Regions from separate parts of the Mus musculus genome. Here all the other regions are linked to region 5. The links are chromatin contacts, called in public Hi-C, HiChIP or PLAC-seq and promoter capture Hi-C maps. All regions are on one chromosome and are shown on one strand. Each heading gives the region's core, a stretch centred on a gene start, on an enhancer-like site or on the middle of the called end of the contact. The rest is flanking DNA. Distances are from core to core; before and after follow the strand shown. Region 1 holds the start of Sf3a3 (splicing factor 3a, subunit 3). Region 2 holds the start of Inpp5b (inositol polyphosphate-5-phosphatase B). Region 3 holds the start of Yrdc (yrdC domain containing (E.coli)). Region 4 holds the start of Smim12 (small integral membrane protein 12). Region 5 holds the start of Mrps15 (mitochondrial ribosomal protein S15). Region 6 holds the start of Epha10 (Eph receptor A10). Region 7 holds the start of Dlgap3 (DLG associated protein 3).

What was found. Promoter capture Hi-C pulls out the DNA fragments that hold promoters and counts their contacts. A called contact is a pair of places that touch in the nucleus more often than the background predicts. HiChIP or PLAC-seq counts read pairs in DNA pulled down with a chosen protein or histone mark.
Region 1: a Hi-C map of B cells shows a contact between it and region 5, with 7 read pairs. The contact joins the promoter of Sf3a3 here to the promoter of Mrps15 in region 5. A contact is called at or near these places in 1 of 39 promoter capture datasets (the 3T3-L1 cell line), 1 of 484 Hi-C or Micro-C datasets (B cells), 2 of 115 datasets of contacts at active chromatin or transcription factors (embryonic forebrain and trophoblast stem cells) and 1 of 9 other capture datasets (adipose tissue).
Region 2: a contact with region 5 is called in a promoter capture Hi-C map of hippocampal neurons, with 5 times the contacts expected there. The contact joins the promoter of Inpp5b here to the promoter of Mrps15 in region 5. A contact is called at or near these places in 3 of 39 promoter capture datasets (the 3T3-L1 cell line, cranial neural crest and hippocampal neurons) and 1 of 9 other capture datasets (adipose tissue).
Region 3: a promoter capture Hi-C map of pre-B cells shows a contact between it and region 5, with 4 times the contacts expected there. The contact joins the promoter of Yrdc here to the promoter of Mrps15 in region 5. A contact is called at or near these places in 9 of 39 promoter capture datasets (the 3T3-L1 cell line, 3T3-L1-derived adipocytes, the HPC-7 cell line and 4 more), 2 of 484 Hi-C or Micro-C datasets (B cells and the HL-1 cell line), 4 of 115 datasets of contacts at active chromatin or transcription factors (astrocytes, embryonic forebrain, extraembryonic endoderm stem cells and 1 more) and 1 of 9 other capture datasets (adipose tissue).
Region 4: a contact with region 5 is called in a Hi-C map of CD8 T cells, with 6 times the contacts expected there. The contact joins the promoter of Smim12 here to the promoter of Mrps15 in region 5. A contact is called at or near these places in 3 of 39 promoter capture datasets (liver and pre-B cells), 2 of 484 Hi-C or Micro-C datasets (CD4 T cells and CD8 T cells) and 2 of 9 other capture datasets (adipose tissue and liver).
Region 6: a contact with region 5 is called in an H3K4me3 HiChIP or PLAC-seq map of embryonic forebrain, with 4 times the contacts expected there. The contact joins the promoter of Epha10 here to the promoter of Mrps15 in region 5. A contact is called at or near these places in 2 of 39 promoter capture datasets (cranial neural crest and hippocampal neurons) and 4 of 115 datasets of contacts at active chromatin or transcription factors (astrocytes, embryonic forebrain, forebrain and 1 more).
Region 7: a contact with region 5 is called in a promoter capture Hi-C map of liver, with 5 times the contacts expected there. The contact joins the promoter of Dlgap3 here to the promoter of Mrps15 in region 5. A contact is called at or near these places in 3 of 39 promoter capture datasets (liver and pre-B cells) and 1 of 9 other capture datasets (liver).

What each region holds. Positions count from the first base shown.
Region 1 is chr4:124,713,590-124,716,289 of GRCm38.p6, reverse strand. It overlaps Sf3a3 (splicing factor 3a, subunit 3), which reads right to left and starts at 1,429. Exons shown (of 17, transcript NM_029157.3): 1 at 1,300-1,429; 2 at 974-1,021; 3 at 586-638; 4 at 375-480. The coding sequence starts at 1,395.
Region 2 is chr4:124,740,541-124,743,240 of GRCm38.p6, reverse strand. Inpp5b (inositol polyphosphate-5-phosphatase B) reads right to left here and starts at 1,391. Exons shown (of 24, transcript NM_008385.4): 1 at 1,325-1,391; 2 at 651-777; 3 at 211-305. The coding sequence starts at 707. It overlaps Gm12915 (predicted gene 12915), which reads left to right. Exons shown (of 4, transcript NR_151694.1): 3 at 1,320-1,467.
Region 3 is chr4:124,849,343-124,852,042 of GRCm38.p6, reverse strand. Yrdc (yrdC domain containing (E.coli)) reads right to left here and starts at 1,284. Exons shown (of 5, transcript NM_153566.2): 1 at 877-1,284; 2 at 236-350; 3 at 24-143. The coding sequence starts at 1,268. It overlaps Mtf1 (metal response element binding transcription factor 1), which reads right to left. Exons shown (of 11, transcript NM_008636.4): 11 at 2,243-2,700. 1110065P20Rik (RIKEN cDNA 1110065P20 gene) reads left to right here and starts at 1,479. Exons shown (of 3, transcript NM_001347196.1): 1 at 1,479-1,521; 2 at 1,610-1,811; 3 at 2,081-2,558. The coding sequence starts at 1,487. The coding sequence ends at 2,176.
Region 4 is chr4:127,242,395-127,245,094 of GRCm38.p6, reverse strand. It overlaps Smim12 (small integral membrane protein 12), which reads right to left and starts at 1,311. Exons shown (of 2, transcript NM_030252.2): 1 at 1,197-1,311.
Region 5 is chr4:126,045,672-126,048,372 of GRCm38.p6, reverse strand. Mrps15 (mitochondrial ribosomal protein S15) reads right to left here and starts at 1,445. Exons shown (of 8, transcript NM_025544.2): 1 at 1,174-1,445; 2 at 895-939. The coding sequence starts at 1,303.
Region 6 is chr4:124,880,491-124,883,193 of GRCm38.p6, reverse strand. It overlaps Epha10 (Eph receptor A10), which reads right to left and starts at 1,409. Exons shown (of 17, transcript NM_001256432.2): 1 at 1,214-1,409. The coding sequence starts at 1,319. It also overlaps a transcript of Maneal not described here.
Region 7 is chr4:127,167,634-127,170,478 of GRCm38.p6, reverse strand. Dlgap3 (DLG associated protein 3) reads right to left here and starts at 1,275. Exons shown (of 12, transcript NM_198618.5): 1 at 1,114-1,275.

The DNA.
Region 1 (2,700 bases), core at 180-2,679, 1.3 Mb after region 5:
CAAAACACAGCATGCTAAGGAAGGGCTCCTTTGGAGGAGGCAGTCCAAGAGATATTTTACGAAAAAGCTGGCATTGGACATGAATCCTGAAGGGGTAACGACCTCTGCAAGTGAACAGAGCACCACTGTGTTGGTAGATTTCAGGGCAGAGCTAGGTGCACAGTATATTGAGTAGGAGACATTCTTGTGAAGCAGCCCTAGTGCTTCACCGTGTTCTCTTACTGCAGAGGGATGCCAAGAGGATGTCACTTAACATGCAGTGAAGTGGCACGTTCTTTCTTGGAGTGACATCTACATGGCATAGCTCCATTTCCTTTGCATCTTTCCCTTTTGTTAACGGCCAGGTCTAAGGACACTAAGTTGGGAGGCCTTACCTCATTTGGGTGCTTCCGATGGAATTCCTTTATCTGCTTGAGTCTGTTATAGAATTCAGCGAACTCGTTGGGTCCTGAGATAGCATTGAGCTCCTCCTTCCGCAGTCTGCAAGATATCAACAAACCCGAAGAGCATAAAGCACACAGCCCATGGTCTCACCAGGGCTCCTCAAAAGCACTAATTGTTAGAAGGGATGTGACCGTCACTTACCCGTCCTTATCATCATACAAATCCCTCAGGTTCCCACTGACCTCCATGTACCTCTGAAACAGAAGCGCAAAGCCATCAGAATGAAGCAAATTTGTACCACAGGGCTAAGTAAACAAGAAAGGATGTCTTGGCAAAACCCAAGGAAAACTCATGAGATACATGGTCTTCAAAGTTCCACCACTTTTAAGAGACAGCTTGATCCCGAGGTGGTTGCATACACTTTTAATCCCAGCACTTGGGAGGCAGAGATAGGACATCTGATTAGGTACCCTAGAGGGGCTTGTCTAAGAACTCAGGGGTAGAAATCACGCAGGGCCACTCAACCTTCCCAGCCTGCACTTTTCCCGCCCAGCCCGACCCCAGGGGAAGCGGACGGCGGCGCACTCACATCTTGCATGGCCCGAGTGCGGTGATCGGAATTGATCTGGTCCCGAAGCTGCAGAAAGGCAAACGGTAACACATACGTTGTTACTTTGAGTTTAGCAGTTGGAAAGAGCACCCGAGGGGTGATGCGCTTATTGGTTTAGGTCCCAGGGGCTGAAGCAGGAAGATTGAGGGGCCCTCGGAGGACGTTAACGAGGCCAGAGTGCCGAGCCAGCTTAGGAGGAGGGTGAGGATGGGGCGCAGAGAAGCTCCGAGGCCAAATACAGCGCGAGGGCTCGGCAAAGGACCCAGGCCCGCCTCCTGATGCGGCCCGGACCACGGCTCACTCACCGTGGACTTCTTCGTAAGCATCTCTTTGGCCATAACATCCATAAGCCGTTCCTTCTCCTCATGATAGCGCCGTTGCTGCTCTAAAATTGTCTCCATTTTCCCTTGGCCACGGCGTTTCAAGGCGGACCACTAACACTGCCGGAAACACCGCCTGCCGCCTTTCAGCCAGCGTCTCAGCGCGCAGCATCCGGCTGCACCAAAGTTCCGCGTGTCCCGGAAGTGTCTTGGGGGACTCAAGAAAAAAGGAACACCACGAAGAGAGCAAGCGGGTGCTATCCGCGACCGTGGCTACGCTTCCCCCTGCTGGCTGGGGGTCTGAAGGAGCGCTGCCTCCGCGTTGAAAGCTGGCTGTCTCTAAGAAGCCTGCAAGAATCCTGTAGGCTGAGGTTGAGAGACAGCTGGCTTGCCCGGGGCTTGCTGCAGAAAGCTGGGCCGGCAGGGACACACTAGCAGGAACGGATAAGTTGAAGGATACAGAACGGAAAGGGGAACTGGAAGCAGCAGTAGTTTTCAGTGTGTGACCTCTGGTGATGTTTTCCCCTTGTCTGGACTTTAGTGTGTTTGTCAGTAAAGTGGAGATGGTGGTGGGTTTGTTCTTAATAAAACTCATACATATTTGAACACAACCTTTGTTTATTGGCAGAGGAGTCTTTAAGAAAAACGTGGTACACTCAAGCAATGATATGCTTGCTGTTCAGCACAGGTTAACTTCTGATTCTCTGTAATTCTTTTTTTTTTAAAAGATTTATTTATTTATTATATGTAAAGTACACTGTAGCTGTCTTCAGACACACCAGAAGAGGGCATCGGATCTCATTACGGGTGGTTGTGAGCCACCATGTGGTTGCTGGGATTTGAACTTCCGACCTTCAGAAGAGCAGTCGGGTGCTCTTACCCACTGAGCCATCTCACCAGCCCCAATTCCATGTAATTCTTTATTTTTCTGCTTTTCGCCTACCACTTGCTGGAATTACAGGTATGAGCCACCACACCTAGCCACTGTATGGCTTAGAAAATGAAATCTAGACTGCCTTTCCTTAAAAGAGGAGGAAGAGGAAGAAGCAGAGGCAGAAGAGGCAGAAGGTGGAGGCAAACAGATCTTTGTGAGTTCTAGGCCAGTTTGGTCTACATAGTGAGTTCCAGGACAGCCAGGGCTGCATAGAGATCCAGTCTCATGAAACCAAACCAAACGAAACATAAACAAACAAACAAACAAACAAACAGAGTAGGGGCAGAGAGTGAATCAGTATAGAGAGCTGGGATTACAAGTGTGTGACAGTGCATGCACCAGGAAAGAGGCATCGGCGCAATGCAAAGTGGCTCACACCCGTGATCCTAGCGCTTAGGAGATGGAGGCAAGAGGAGAACAAGTTCAAGTTCAGCCTGAGCTATGTGATAAGA
Region 2 (2,700 bases), core at 142-2,641, 1.3 Mb after region 5:
TCAAAATCTGGCCAAGTTTGATATAACTGCCTCTCCTCTAAAAGCTTCCACATCACATCTTGCTGATTATTAAAGGCTTAGAACACGGTGTTCCAGAACACTATCATTGTGTTAATTAGTCTAGGAGACTCAGACAGAATGACTGAAGTCCAGCTGGAGGATACTGAAGAACCACCCATGGCCCACACAGGCAGTCTGAGCCCTACTTACGCATGCTCCTGGGCGTCATTTTCCAGCCGGTACCTCACCAGCCCGAGCAGGCGGCTCTGCCGGCTATCTCCCTTACACAGCACACCTTGGACTGCCTGCTGCTCAGAGTGAAGGGAAACTGAAAGCCAAAGGGCGAAACTCCCCATCCGGCCCACTCCACCACGCTGCCTTTCCCTCTCCCACTGGCAAACGACTTCACCTCTCTGAGTTTTCCTCATCTGCAAAATGGGTATAATAGTCTCCAACTTTGCAGCTGGTTGAGAAAATAGCTACCTATGTAAAGCACCTGGTAGAGAGACCAGAGCCAAGTGAATACTTGGTAAATATTGGTTTACCTTTTCCCATATGGCTTCGAGAGAAATTTTTCCACACCCTCCATCCCACCTCCCAAGGCTGAAGCAGGCACGATCTGGATGGCAACCTACAACTGGGAAGGATATGATGACGCAGTATTCCCCCTCAACCAGGGTCTCCTGGATTGCCACAGACTGGTCCATGCTGAGCTGTCAAACCCTGGGGTAGGGCAGGTGGGAACCTCCCATTCCGTATTAGAGCTGCTTCGGGGGGCTGTGGGGATGAAGAAAGGGGCCTTTGTGGAGGGAAAAGAGAGAGCCTGGTCATCTCTCTTCTCCTTCTGGCCTTCCCCGTCTTTCCTACAATGGGTCTCTCAACGTTTCCAGAAAATGGGTTTCTACCCCTTTGCCCCTTGCTCGGTGTCGCCCCAGATGTTCCCAGTGGAGTTCAGTATGCTCTCTGGTCTCCTTGCTTCTGGGTACAGCTCTGATGCCCTCTTCAGGGAGCAGTTGTGGTCCATCTGGCTCTTCTCTGGGAAAGGTTGGTGGTGTGTCCAAATAGGGGTAGGGAGACAGCCTTCGCCTCAGTCTCAGCTAGGAGGGTCTTATTCTGGAGAAATAACCCAGCCCCGCTGCTCTTTCCTCGGAGCCTGTGGGTGTCCCGTTGCTCCTTGCCCCTCACCCCACCCAACAGGCCCCGTTGCATCAGCAGCAGGTTAGGAGTGTCCATTCTGGCACCCACAGGACAAGGGCCCCAGCAACCAGCTTGCAAGCCCCCTCCCACTCTGCACTTATTTCAGATCCTTGTCATTGCAGCCTACCTCCCGAGCTGTCACCGGTGGGCCTGCAGGACACCTCCGTTCCAGGGCAGATTAAGGACTACATTTCCCAGCGGCCCTGGCGTCACAGGACGGACAGCCAGCCTGCAAGTCCCAGCATGCCCGAGTCGGACATGGACGAGTAGGTGGGTCTCCCCGCCCTTACTCTATTTAAAAATCTAGAATCTACAGTCTGTATTCAAGCATACTCGGGCGTCCCAGTTCTGGAAAGCCTGCGTGAGGAACGCCTTTCTCAGCCCACTAAATCAAAGGGCCAAGGCCCATGTCCAAGGCAGAAGGAAGTGGTCATGTTACCCTAACGGAAAAAATGATGTTAACTTTTATTTTCAAGTTAAGTCCATCCTCAACTCTTCACATGCAGAAAGGGACAGCTTTCTATTATTCTGAAACACTTCCAGATAACTACCGTGCCCTGGCTTCATGTATGTCACCTTCTCCACTTGCCAGGTGGAGAAACGGAGGAACAGAGAGACAAAACTGTTTGACAAAGTCCGTAGCCAATAAGTGCTGGGTGCCCAGAGGGAAGTCCAACTCCAATTCCTGTGTCATTTTCCCGTCTAGGAACTGCTAAATGTTCTTAAGACCTATCTAGCTTTTCTGTCAATGGAACTTGAAATGTGTGGCATCTTTATCTGTGACACAGTAATGACAACCACCAGGCAGCGCGGAGGACTCTTCTTAACAGCGGAGGACGATGTGGCCCTCTTGGCTCTTTATTTCTTTAAAGATCTGTTAGTTTTTAATTTTTTGTGTGTATGTGTGTGTGCTTGCATGAATTTATGTGCACCGTGTGTGTGTGTGTGTGTGTGTGTGTGTGTGTGTGTGTGTGTGTGTGCACGCTCACCTAAGAAGGCCAGAGGTCATCAGATCCTCGGGGCTGGTGACAGGAGGCTGTGAGACACCTGATGTGTGTGGTGGGAACTGGGTCCCAAGAAAGAGCAATATGTTCTCTTAACTAAGGAGACATCTCACCGCAATGCCCAGATAGACAGCCCTGAGCAGGTTTTGTCCTCAAGCCCCTTAGCCACATTCTATTGGCCATTTACCCTGACAGGAACTATTCTCTTCCAGACTCCATTGTTCCCTTCTAGGTAAAGACTATATATAGCTAAACCGGGGATGGTGGCACACTCCTTTAATCCCAGCACTCGGGAGGCAGAGGCAGGCGGATTTCTGAGTTCGAGGCCAGCCTGGTCTACAAAGTGAGTTCCAGGACAGCCAGGGCTATACAGAGAAACCCTGTCTCGGAAAAAAAAAAAAAAAAAAAAAAAAAAAAAGACTATATATAACTCAAGACAGGACAAAAGAAGCTAGCTCAGACGAGAGAGTCTAGAATGGTTGGTTTTTTCTCAACTGCT
Region 3 (2,700 bases), core at 35-2,534, 1.2 Mb after region 5:
AACCTGCTGGGGCCAATTCTCACCTCAACACTCAGAGAACTGGCCTGGGAGCTGAGGTTGGCACTAGTGAGTGCAAGTGGTCCCCCAAACATCTGGGCCAAGTCCAGCATGAAGGCATGGTCAGGAATCCGGATGCCAACAAGCTGGGAAGCAAGAAAAGAGAACGTGAGGAAGACATCGAGGGCTTGCAAGCGTCTGATTTAGATCGCAGGAAAAGGGAAAACTCTTGACTCACACGAGTAAAGGGGTTCAGGTCTTTGTTGAGCTCCTCGGAGCGCTCCATCACCAGGGTCACAGGGCCTGGGAACAGGTCTTCCAGGAGCTCCCTAGGTACTCTCACCTGACAGTACCTGCAGGCAAAGGAGCACAAATCCTCTCCAAATCACCCTGATGGACCTTTCCTGGGGACTTAAGGCAGATGCTGGAGAGGGGTCCCCTTCGCGTGTATAATGAACGAGATCTACCTGACTCTCTACTCCCTCTTCCTCGGAGTTCTGGCAGAAGACAGACTCCACAGAGTACCCTGGGCTTTAAGTCTATCCGCCTGTCTTGGGGGACAAAACCACAGCGCCGTGGCACGTGGATACAATCTCAATCCGTTTAATCATCTGGAAGGCGTTACCCCGAAACGGGCCTCCCCTCCGCCCATCACAAGGGCACCGGGAGAAGAGTGCCATGCTCGCCTAACTCAGCTTCTCGACCGACTGTCTAGAGCGGATCTTGGCGAGCCGTCAGCGCTCCCGACCAATCTCCAGTTCCGGATTCCTCCTCGGGGAGCAAGGACAAGCCCCTCCCGCGCTCGGCGGACGCCGCGGTCTCCCGAGGCTGTCACCGGAAACCCCTCCCGCGGGGCCGCCCCCAGCGGGGCCGCCTCACCTGTAGACGTCGGCCACGCGGCCCAGGCACACGGCCAGCGGCTTGGCCTCGCTGCGGCCTTTGAGGCGGTACACGCAACTCAGGGCCGCCGAGCTGCTCGCCGAGCAGGCCAGGCCGTAGAGCGTGTCGGTCGGGACCGCCACCACGGCGCCGGCGCGCAGCTCGGCCACGGCGGCCCGCAGCGCCTCGGTCCAGCCGGAGCGCTCGGGGCTCGCGGCTTCCACGGGCTCGCTCTCCGGAAGCCGCAGCAGCCGGGCCCCCGGCAGCGCCGGAGCGGGCTCAGGAGGGCGTAGGAGGCGGCAGCCGCGGCCAGAACTAGCCGGCCCGTCGCTCAACCCCATGCCGGCCGCCACGGCGGCCCTCAGCCCCGCGCACGGACGCGCCGTAGACATCCGTGCCGAGCCGCTTCCGGGAGGAAGTGACGCACGGACGCAACTTCCGGCCCGCGAGGCTCGGCCCCGCCTCCGCTCCCGGCCGCTTAAAGGGACCGCGACCCCCAGGCGACTTGAAGGAGAACGGTGGGGACGGGGCGGGGCTCGGCTTAGCGGACTCCTCGCGCGGCGCGGGGGGCGGACTGCGGAGGGGTGGTGAGCGGGTGGCACGGGCGGCGATGGAGTGGGGTCCCGGCGCAGGCTGGTCACGGGGGTGAGAGCGGGCCGGCGGGGCGGTGGGTTGGGGCCGCGACCTCGCGCCGCCTAGCGCCGGGCCCTGACGCCGTCTCTCTCCCGGGCAGGGAGGCTGCCGGCGTGGACCGTGGGAAGGCGGGGTTGGGGCTCGGCGGGAGGCCACCCCCGCAGCCGCCCCGAGATGAACGCGCCCAGCAGCTGCTGGACGCCGTGGAGCAGCGGCAGCGGCAGCTTCTGGACACCATCGCCGCCTGTGAGGAGATGCTGCGGCAGCTGGGCCGCCGGCGCCCAGAACCGGCTGGTGGCGGGGTCAGTGCCCAGTGCCCTCTCCGGGCTGGACCTGGGGAGGTGGGCGCTTCCCACTCACTGCACTGGTCTAGCTCGCGCTCCCCACCCCCACCCCGCTCCAAAGGAGGCAGGTGGAAGAGCATCCCCACCGCTTAACTTCCTTTGATCTGAGCGAGGTTTTGAAAAAGCATGGTACTGTCGAGATGCCAAGTGGCCTTATTCTTGTGGGGCCTAACTTAAGGCCTTTCCTCCGGGCTCATCCCCCCTCCCCCCTTTTCTGTTCCAACTAGAACGGTTCAGCCAAGTCTGGAGCGCCGCCCCAGCCATCTGTATCGGCCAGAGGTGGCCTTCCAAAGGATGCTGGCGATGGAGCCTCGGAGTCTTGATCATACCCTAGCCGGGCACCCTGACTTCTGTCCCTTTCCAGGGCCAGTGGCTGGACTGTGACCAACTCCCTTCACTAAAAGGGGCCAGTCTTCACGGGCAGTTGCTGGTACTTGGCCCTCAGCCTGGGATGGCAACTCTACTAGCAGCTGGGTTCACTCCCACGTCGTCCTGGCTGAAGGCAGTACTGTGCTTTGAAATGGAGCCAACAAACATCCAGTCTTGAGTACTCGGATTCAGGAAGCCAGCAGTGCTGGCCAGAGTGGTCTGGCCTGCTTTGGGGGTTCCAGGTGGTATTACATGTTCATTTCATGCTTTGGGGGCTCTCAGCCCCACAAAACACTTGAGCAGAGTCTTGATTAAAAGGAAATCTGCAGACCCTGGTGACTGACCTTTCTTTTCTGTCCCTCCAAGACTTGATGGCTGGGAGTGGGAAGAGAGTGTCAACCAGGGACAGGGATGGGAAGTAATGCCACATGTACTACCAGATTTAAATAAGCATTTAATTAAGATTTCATTAGTATTT
Region 4 (2,700 bases), core at 62-2,561, 1.2 Mb before region 5:
CCTGTGTAGCCCTGCCATTCAGATTCCTTCTGTAGACCAGGCTGGCCTCAAACTCAGAGACTGGACTGGCCTGCCTCTGCCTCCTTAGTGCCAAGATTAAAGACATGTGCCACCACCGTTGGGCTTGTTTTTATTTTTAAGACAGGTTCTCATGGCACCCAGCCTGGCCTCAAACCCTCAAAGTAGCTAAGGATAACTTTGATCTGCCGACGCTCCTGTTTCCAGTGCCAAGTGCTTGTGATCACAGGTCCACACCAAGTGCAAGTCCTTTATACAATTCCTGGGTAGAGACTCTCAATTTTCCAATTTGTCTTAGGGCGGGCATATCAAGCACCAGTCTATGAGTATTACTCTTGTACATAGAAAGCCCAAGTTCTATGTGCTCTTGTCCGAATTCCAGTCATCCATGTATACAACACAACCTTCTCTTCGGTAAGCTATGTGGGCCTACCCTACCTGTCTACAGCTCTCAAAACACCCTGGAGCTCCACAAGGTTAAGAACTAAGGATGTCCGGATCGTCCTATGCTCTGTGCCTCTTCCCACCCTTGCTATCCTCCCTAGCAAAGAGCTAAAAAAGTTTGTTGGTCGAATGAATGACAGGCAGCATAAACATGTTGCTTTGTTTATGGAAGACTACAGCAGCCTTCCACCCGCACTCACAAAGGGGTATAGGGATATGATCATAAGCAGCTAGACTTCATGAAGTCATCCCGAAGGTATCAAAATGTAAGTAGCACAAGTGTTTCCCAAATACTGCAACGCCTATTTCCAGCCCGACACGCAGGGGCGCCAGCCAAAGGCTCCAGGTACAGGTCAACCGGGCCGCCAGGAAACCTGTCCCAGTGCCTGAGCCCACCGGAAGCTCTCCAAATGAGAGCAGTCGTAGGAGGTCCGAGAAGGTGAAACCATCAGCCTTGACAGCCAGCCAAGTTGGGATGGGAGCGCCAGTGAGGTTCGGGTCATCAGCTCCTGTTCCCTGTCCAGTCACGCCACACGCGTGGCTTCGTCACCCTTCGGCCTGCAGGGGCCTGAGGCGGACGAGATCTGACCACAGTCCACACTCGGCCACCAAAAGCTGGCCGAGGCCGAGCGGGTCACGGAAACCATCGCTCCCTCAACTAGGAGGAGCCGTTCCCGTGGGACTGGGGGCCAGCGATCCTGGGAAGCGAAGTGCCCTCAGCCCTGGGAACTCACCTGCGGTCCAGCCCGCACACCCCGGACAGGTCCCGCGCTGCGCCCGCTAGCCGGGAGCAACAGGGACGCCGAGGTTCCCAGTGGCCCGCGGGGCGCGCCCGAGGCCCCGCCCACTGGCATCTCTCGGAGAGCAGCGATTGGCTGAGCTCCAGCCAGCTACAGAAGAAAGGAAGCCAGGCACCCGACCCTGCGTTGGACTAAACGCAGAATAGTATAGCGCCCCCTGACGGCTCGGAGGCTCCCCTGTGACGTTGCCACATGCTTGTGAAGAAGAAAAAAGAATAGTCAGCTTTCATTGATCCAAATGAAGTTCATTAGGTGTCTTCCGAGACTTACCTAGGTCGGATATTACTGAAACCGAAAACCCAACCCCTGACCTCCAGAAGCTCCCGTAGCAGAGAATAACCTAGTACTTTCAATCTTCTTGGGATCTGTGCTTTCAGGCTGTGTGTCCTTGGGAACATCATTAATTAATCTGAGCCTCAATTCTTCTGCATAGCGTTAAAACCTTCCATTTCAGCAGGGATGTTGCAAGGGTTAGATAACATCTTGTTTGTAAAATACTGTGCCAGGCACACATCTCGCAGGGAACTAGATTGTAGCGTTAGTGAGTCTACAAATTGCTGAAAGTACCAAGACCCTCTGATCGCAAGTACTCACTCTCCTTCCTCCATGTTTCCCCTGTCCCTGAGCGGAATTATACTTATCACATATAAGAAAAAGCCTCACACCCCAAGCTCTCTAATGGACTACCATAGTCCTGCCTTCTCAACCTGCCCACACTGCTCTCAACCTGACCAGTCTCCTTCCCACTAATAGCATGCTAAAAATCAACGTTTGAAGCCTGTGTGTCCATGTTCTTTCATCTACCTGGAGTGCTCTACCCAGCTTCCCTTAAGTCTACCCAGCTTCCCTTAAGTTAGCAGTGAGCCATTTCTCAAGGTCACGGGTACTCTCACAGGAAGCGTCTTCAAGACTGTACTGTCAAGTTAGAGATTCTTCCTCTTTTAGATCAAAGAGCCCAAAGCTAAGCCTGACAGCGAAGATGGGGAGGAAGAAGCTGCCAGAAATTAGCAACCGTGATTATCAGACCTTGATTACTTGTGCATTGAATCTGTGGGAAGAGATCAGAACAGTCTAGAACACAGGCTGGCATTTAGCCATTCTACAAGCTAGACATTGGCGATACAAATGGGGACTGCCCTCCGTAGTTTCCTGGATGGAGAAGAAACAGGAAGACCCACACAGTGTCATAACAGAGGACACTGTCCGTCCATACAAGAAGAATGAGTGGAGGTTCCCTGGAAGGACAGATCCCTAAGCTGGATCTTAATAGTGACTAGAAGTTCCCTCCAGCAGACCTGGGTAAGCACAGAATCCCCAGCTAAAGTGGAAATGACAGCATTGAGAAGTCCTGAGGCGCAAGACCAGCCTTGGCTCTACACCAAGATCCTATATCAATTAAAGGAGTCAGTTAGCACTTCCAGATCACACAGAACTACAA
Region 5 (2,701 bases), core at 196-2,695:
TCTCCCGTGGACAGGAGTGAGTTTGGCTTCTCTTTAACTCCTCGATTCCCCAGCCTAGTCCATAGTCTAGTCTAGAAGTAGCACTTTAACAAAGCTTGCTGGTTGACCACATGAATGAAGTACAGGGTGAGAGGAAGTGCTGCTAGCTTTAAGGGAATGTCAATAGCCAGTTCGCATCACTAAAAGCTCGGCTTCTGTGTGTGCATTCCTACTATGTCACTGGAAGTGAGGTTGAAGCCTGTAGTCCAACCCAGTCCAGCGCAACCAAGATAATCTATCCTCTCAAGCCAGACTCTGTCCTGCCACTATGCAAAGGACACTAGAAGCAATAAAGACTATGATATCACAGTTTATTGTGCACGGGGTTAAGGGTGCTTTTCATACCGCTGCCATGATTGAATCCTATTAACTGTGTTCCAATGGATCCTTTGACACTCATTTCAGCGCTGGTTCACAAAAAAAGCAAACTTGCCTCAAATAGTATGTGTTTGTTAGAGGGCCCTAAGGCATGCTAACTTAGGATGGGAAACTTCATCCTTCCTCTCAGAATAGCAGATAAAAAGTGTTACATTCCTAGAATTGTAACTCTTGCTAGTGTTGCCAGCCACACACTCATTGGGTCCAGCCAAGCTGGACTGGGTTGGACCTCGGGCTTCGACCTCACTCTCATCTGACACAGTAGGGATGCACACAACGAGGCGGAGCTTTTGGTGATCTGTATTGTCAAATGAGTGAGTGCTTTCACGCGAAAGCTCTTACTTCTACCTTCTCGTGCACCCCTAAACAATGAATGTGGGGGGGTCTTGGCCTGTCCCTTTGCGCGCCACCTCTGTTCCCTTGTCCACCCCAAGCCTTCCAGGCGGCCTCAAGTCTCAACAACCCAAGTCCTCGTACCTGGTTTCTGGACGGCGGCGTATGCTCGCGCGGCGCGCAGTAGACCTACGCAGAATAGAAAGGGCTGAGACTCTGCCATACACAGCCCCTCATGTCCCTTCTCCCACGAACTGTAGGCACCTGCACCTAACTACCGCCTCACTTCCCTATCTCCCTCCTCATCACCCCTTCCCTAGCCATCACCCTCTTTCTCATCCTGTCACTGCCTTTCTCGGGTCTCCGGGTGCCTGGTCTCCTCCATCTTCGCCCAGTCCCTTGGGACCCAGCTCGGCGGCTCACTCGGAGGCTGCAGGCCACAGCGCGCAGAGAGCAGACTGGCGCTACTTCCGCCCCTCAGCGCAGGGACTGGGGCCCGTGTCACCGCCTGGGCACGAACAGAGCTCAGCGCACGCCACGCGGCCCGCAGCATGTTGACTCCCGACTCGACGGGGGGCCCGCACCGCCACTGCCCGCTCCGCGGTGGATCCAGGTTACATGGGCGCAGCCATGACGGTTCGGGCTCGACCAATCGAGGTGAGAGCGCGACAAGAGCTGCCGAGGGCTGAGCGAATGGATCGGTTCCGGATTGTCAGGGAGCTGGGGCGGAGCCCAGGAATTTGGCCTGGTGGGCGGGCCTGTTTCTACGCTTACAGGCCCGGAGCACTGTGTGAACGCTATAATGTCACCTATTGACCTTGCATCCGGCCTAATCACTTTCTAAATTCCTTATGTTCCTGACCTGGTCCTCAGTTCTCAACCTGTTGGTCAAGACACATGGGGGGTGAAGGTTGTTGAGCGACCTATTCATAGGGGTCACACATCAGATATCTTGCATATCAGATATTTATATCACAATTCATAATAGTAGCAAAATTGCAGTTATGAACTAGCAACGGAAATAATTTTATTAGAGGTCTTCACAACATGAAGAACTGTATTAAAGTATCTCTGCATTAGGAAGGTTGAGAACCATTGCCTGGGGCTGGAGAAATGGCTCAGCGGTTAAGAGCACTGACTGCTCTTCCTAAGGTCCTGAGTTCAAATCCCAGCAACCACATGGTGGCTCATAACCACCTGTAATGGGATCTGATGCCCTGTTCTGGAGTGTCTGAAGACAGCTACAGTGTACTTACATATAACAATAAATAAATCTAAAAAAAAAAAAAGACTCACAACCATCTGTTCAGCTACAGTGTACTCATATACATAAAATAAAATAAATCTTTAATTAAAAAAAAAAAAGAGAACCATTGTCTTAGGTCCTAGTTATTTTAGGGCTTCTGTGGGACTCTCCTTACCTTCTCCAGAGGCTAATATTCTTTCTTGGCCCTCCTCCAGACACCGGGGCCCTGTAAGAACCCTCAGGTTCTAGCCTTCTTTCGTTGGCTTGTATCTCAGTGACTAAGGATAGAGTTTTTGGTAGGGTACTGAGCCATTACTATGAGACCCTGTGGGCAAAGTCTACCTTTATGGGCTGCAGTGTTCTCAAAACATCAAATGAGATTGGTAGCAATGTCTTTTACATTGTTCAGCCTATAGACCGAAGCAGCTGTATACAAAACACATGTTTAAATAGTCAGTATTCGGTACTCAGCTGTGGTAAAACTGAAATGAGGGATGCAAGGGCAAATATAAAGGAAAAGTAGTGGGGAGGGTAAAGAGAGGGGCAAGGAAAGAACACACCATCCCAAGCCTGAGATCAGGGCCGGGGAAAGTAGACCCAAGACAGGCAAGGCTTTTGTGGAAAGGTCTCCATTAGCACAGGGAATAATCCTGACAAATGTGGTTACATGAAACTCAAATGACATTAGGCAACTGAAGATGTGGT
Region 6 (2,703 bases), core at 160-2,659, 1.2 Mb after region 5:
GTCGTGGAGGAGACCAATACTCTTTTCATTTGTCTCCTGGAGCCTCTGGTGAAAATGAAGTGGAACAGAAAACATCAGAATTCTTTGCTTCTCTGCTCAGCCCCTTTCCCAGGGGCTGCCACTTCTATTGCCTTTGAAAGAATGTCATGGGCCCTTTCACACATAATCCATGACCCTCTCCACCTCCTCCCTACCAGAAAAGCTTGGAGTCACTTTATTCCCTCAGGATGTGACAGAGCAGCAGCCTGCATCCTTTCATCAGCTGGGCTCAGAAAAGCCTGGGTCTGGAGAGTAGAGCTTTCAGCTTAGAGACAGGAAGCCAGGCCATCTCCAAATCTCAGAAAATTACTTCCCTAGAGTGGTAAGGAAGGGGGGTGGGCTTCCAAGGTGAGAGCTTCCAAGAGAGACTGACTCTCTGCCGCGACGGTGGGCAGGGCAGCTGACAGTGTGCTGGGTTTTCGTCACCGACCGTGCCTGGGAATTGCATCCTGGCAGGCATCTGCCATCCCGCGCCAGGACAGACCCTGCGGGCAGAGTCTGTTCCAGCATCTCAGGTTCTGCACCTGGTTGTGACGCGTCTGGATTCAACTGAACATACAGTTCCAAGCGCATAGGCAAGACTCCGGTGCTAATGTCGCCGACAGACCCAAATCCTCCGCAACGCGGACCGCGCGCGGGGGACTCGATCTCGATTCAGCACTGCGGACAGTTCCACGGGCAGCACCTCGAGCAGTGTCCGGACGCAGCCCGCGGGATTAGCATCCAGTCCCCCACCCCCCACCCCACCCCCGGCTATCCACACTGCGATCCCCGCAGGCCCCTGCTATTAGTCTCCATCCCGCCTCATGCTCTGGTCTCGCCGCATCCCCTCGGCTTCTCTGCTCCCTTCATCTCCCCACCCCCACACCTCCCACCTCCAATCACTCAGCCTGTCCGTCTCACCGGCCCTTGAACCTGCCTCGGGCTCTTGTGGTCCCTAGCCTTTCTTTCTCAGCCTCTTAGGTCTCCAGACCTAAGCTCCTCAATACCCCTCTCTTCTCTATCGCTTAGACAACATCCCCTCTTTCTTTAGTTCTTTCCCGCTCTGCTGCCCGCTGGTTTCAAGCCCCAACACAGAGTAGTCTCTCCAACGAATCCTTACTCCAATCTCCTAGCCCCCTCCCCAACTCCCTAATTTTTGGCATCTCAGGCTCCCAGGCACAACCCACCTTACCTTCTTCGGCGGTCCCGGGGCGCCCAGGTCCCAGAAGCAGAGCAAGGCAGAGTGGTATCAGGCAGACGAACAGGCGCAGCGGGTGTGGACCGGCGCCAGTCTCCATGGTCCACAGACGGAGCTGTCAGTGCGGCGGCGGCTCCAGCCTCGCCAGCCCAGCACCGCTGAGCAGTGCCCCCAGACCCCAACGCCGGCTGGGGCGGAGTCTCGCTGGTCACCATCATCCATGGGGACCAATCGCTAGGCATCGCCGCGGGAGGTCCACCAATCCGGGTCAGCAGAGGATGAGGAGGTGGGGTTTCGTAGGCCAGGGGCGGAACGCCCAGCTGGAGGGGGAAACCAAGGGTCCCGAAGATCTCCAAACCGTGGGGGTAGGGCAGCTCTGAGCGTTAGCAGGGTTGCTGGCGAGCGAGACAAGCTGGCGTCGGTGGACTAGAGACCCTTAAACCTTAGCTCCCTGAATCCTGAGAAGTAGGCACTGTGGGCGTGGCTTACGGAGGGGCGGTCCGCGGGGGAAGCGGTGACACTTGCAGCCTCTTAGCTAGCCTTGGGAGCACCCTTGTTTTCAGGACTTGTAGGGGGGGTTCCGAGCCTGATATCCTGACCTCAGGCTCTAGGGAGCGCTGGTGTCTCCCAGCCCTTGGCCTCTTCCTGTATCTGCGGTTCCCAACGTTTCACGGTTCGATCCCTCCTCCTTTTTCTCCCAACCTCATCTCACACACACACACACACACACACACACACACACACACACACACACACACACTGGCCGATTCCAGACGCTGTTTGGAAAAAGAGTCAAATTGGAGACAGGGTCCCACCCTACCAGCACTGCTTCCCAGGATGGGAAACCATGTGGACGCTGAGAGGCGGGCAGTGGCAGATTTTGCACCAAAAATCCGCTTCCCGGGTTCTTGCTTTTGCTCTCCAGACACACAAGCAGCATACCCCACAACCTCTGCCCACAGAGGCTGGGGTTCTCCTCTGAGTACCCCAGGAGAATGACGAGAAATGCAGCACCTGGAATCTGAGGTCCCTGGGAGAGAGACGGAGCAGTCCTCCGAAGAGTTCAGCTGGAGCTGAAGAAGCCGCAAGGAAGCGTGGGACACGACCTCTATTTAATGAAGGTCACTTATTGCGAGCTGAAGGTTTAACCATCTGGTGGGGTGAAGAGGGCTGGGGCCCTCTAGGACGAAGGAAGCAGCTGAGCTTCACCATTTGAGCTGAACTTGATGGGAGGCAGTTGCATCCACCTTGTGGCTTTTCACGGGGTGGGGGTGGGGCGAAGCCCCTCTCTCTTCAGGTGCTACAGCAGCCAGAAAAGCTTGGAGTGTGGGTCACTCATGCACGGGGGGGGGTCATGCATGCACTTGGGGGGGGGTCCAGCACCTGCACATTTTGCTTAGATGTGTACTCCTCACCTCTCCAGCTAACACTTACTGAAAACCATGCTCTGTGCTGAGGATACCTGGGCGAGTCACTTGTCTCTG
Region 7 (2,845 bases), core at 26-2,525, 1.1 Mb before region 5:
AACTAAGTACAGACCCACCTGAACCGTGAGCTAAACCAACGACCCAGAACTTGGAGATTTGGGACTTGGAACTCTGGGAAAAAGCCACCTGCTCCAATGACTAACAAGGTAGATCTTCCTCCTGGCCTCCTCATTCTAAAGGGCCTTTGGCCAAGCATCATTGAAATAACACAAGCTCCTAGTACTCTTCACCCTCCCCCAAAAAAGTATCCCCACACACAGGTATACAGCCTTAGGCTCACCACCAGCAGGGACTCAGCATGAGGGAAAGATACCAGTGACTTCGCAGAGGGTGCCCCAGGAAGTAGATGAAGGTGCAGAGTGCTCTTGTCTGTGTCCAGGATAAGGAGACTCTGGAGGGAGGGGGCGGTCTGACCTCGGGAAAAGTAGGATCTTCCCGTGCTAAGTCCCACCAAGAATGGGGGCGGGGCAAAACCCAGGTGTGGGTGAACCCTGCTTGGATGTATTCCCACACAGTCACACAGTACACATACCCAGACCCATTCACAGAGATAGTCGCACATGCACATGCACACGCACGTCCATTCATACACACACACTCAGACACCTACATACACAGCCACACAGTGCCAGCACACACTCAACCACACATATGTCGACAGACTCATGGACGGTTAACACCCTGAACGCTCACTGCATTACACTCACTCACCCACAGACCCACACGGTGACACCCTCATCACATGCACGCTCACACACCTGCAGAGGAAACTTCTTTCCGGATCTCCCCAACACCACGACTTCCCCCCACAGCCAGCAGGCTACTCCCTCCCAGACCCAAGCTTCCATTCCAGCCGGGCAAGGGCTGGGCGGGCGCTGGCTGGCCTCCCGCGGCCCCAGCCGGGACAGCGCGTCTGCGGAGCGCGTGGTCCCCAACCCGTCCCCGGGGTCAGTCACGCCGGCCTCCAGGCCCAGGGTGAGGCCGGGGGCGGCCGCAGAGGCCCAGCCCCTCCCCCCCATCTCGGGGCCGGAGTCCAGGCCGCTGGAGCCCCGGGCGTGGGCGGCGCCGGGGCTGCAGCGGGGCTGAGCCTGGGGGGCGCTGCAGAGGGCGCGGCAAGCGCGGCCCGATCCCCACCCCTCCCGGTTGCTTACCTGGCCCGGTCGGGCTCCAGCCGGGGTTACATGGTGCCGGCGGCCCGGGCCGGGGGCGCTGCGGCTGCGGGAGCGAGTGCGGGCTCCCGGACCCGACACTGCGGAGCCCCCGGCGGAGGGGCCGCGCCAGCTGCGGAGCCCCGAGCGAGTGCTGAGCGGCCGCGGGCGCGGGAGCCGGAGGCGGCCAAGCCACGGAGGCTGGATTTCCCGGGGACCAGGACGGGGAGGCGGGGGGATCCCGCCCGCGCGCTCCGCCCCCGCCCCCGCCCCCGCGCAGGGCGGCCGAGCCAGGAGCCCGCGACAGGGAGGGGGCCCGCGCTCCCCGCCCCCGCAGCGGCCCCGCGAGGACCGAGGTCGCAGCCGGCGGGCAGCCGCCGCGGTCCCGGAGGAGCGCCCGCGTCTCTGAGCGACAGCGCCGGGGAGGCCCAGCTCGGGGGTGCGAATGTGGTCCCCCGGGTCGGTGTGTACCGAAGACCCAGGAACCAGCACATTCGGTGTCACGACCGCGCACAGCAGACCTGGGCACCGGGACCCAAGCCCAGAGCGCGGGCAGCTGGGGGAGACACACGGCTGCCTCACCGAGGCAGTCACACCCTGAATGTCACACACAGCCTCCCCCTCGCAGGCACGTCCTCTTAGGCTCCTGTCCTTAGTTTCCCGGGTCTGTAAACCCGACCCCAGCTCTTGGCCTGGGCTCTAGGAGTCCCCCTTCTCCGCACTAGTCCCTTCTGCCCCACCCCTGCCAGGGCGGGGCGCTGTGCCTGGCCTCCGAGTCTTTGACAGGCGTCCCTCACCCACAGTCCGCCAGCGGAGGCAATCCCCAGTGTGCAGGGATAACCCCGCTATACCTGCCGTCTTAGCTGGGGGCCCCACCCGTGCCCACTGTGCCCGCCCACCTCTGGGCCCCGAGCCAGGGGCTGTGCCATGGCGGGGGTGGGGTAGAGGGGGGAAAGGGGACTGTCCGAAGCACAGCGCGAAGCTGCAGAGCCAGGACACAAGCTGCAGAAGCGCTGAGAGCTGACTGCAGCAGTCCCTGGCTGGAATCCGTCTTGGCGCCCAGAGCAATGCTGTAATGGGGGGGAGGGGGCCGCGTGGGGAAGCCGCAGGAGGAGGGGCTGAGGAGATGGGGGAGGGGCCGGTTCTGAATTCTGACTTTCCCGGCGGGTGTTGAGGGCACGCGGGCGCTCCAAGTTGTGGTAGAAGGCGAGCTACATCCTCTACCTTGTCTGGTATTGAAAACTTAAGGTGGTGAGGTGTGGGCTTTGGAGCCTTGAGACAGTCCACCACCCTAGGGACAGACCTTGGGAGATGTTCTGAGTCAGGGTCCCCAACAATGACTCCTATTTCTCTGTATTTCTTTGGTGTCACTGTCTCTCCTCCTTGAGTAACCGGGCAAACTGAGGCACGGTAAGTAGAATTCGTGGGTCCTAAGGAGCTAGAACCTGGAGCCAAGCCCACACCCATTCCCTAGAGGGACCTTTTAAGGTGCCACATTACATAAATGACAAAAAGGGACCTAGAGGACCCTTCCCCCGCGGGAAACCAAGCAGTCTAGTGAGATGAACAGACTAGCCAACTATCTTACCGCCCACGAGACCACTTCAATCGTCCCTTCAATCATGTAGTGAGGCTGCAGACAATTCCCAGACCAGCATTTATTCAGCCAAGAGCAGATGTCAGAGAAAGTAAGATAGAAAGTTGGTTCAGGAACACTTTGTAGAACTGAGAGAAA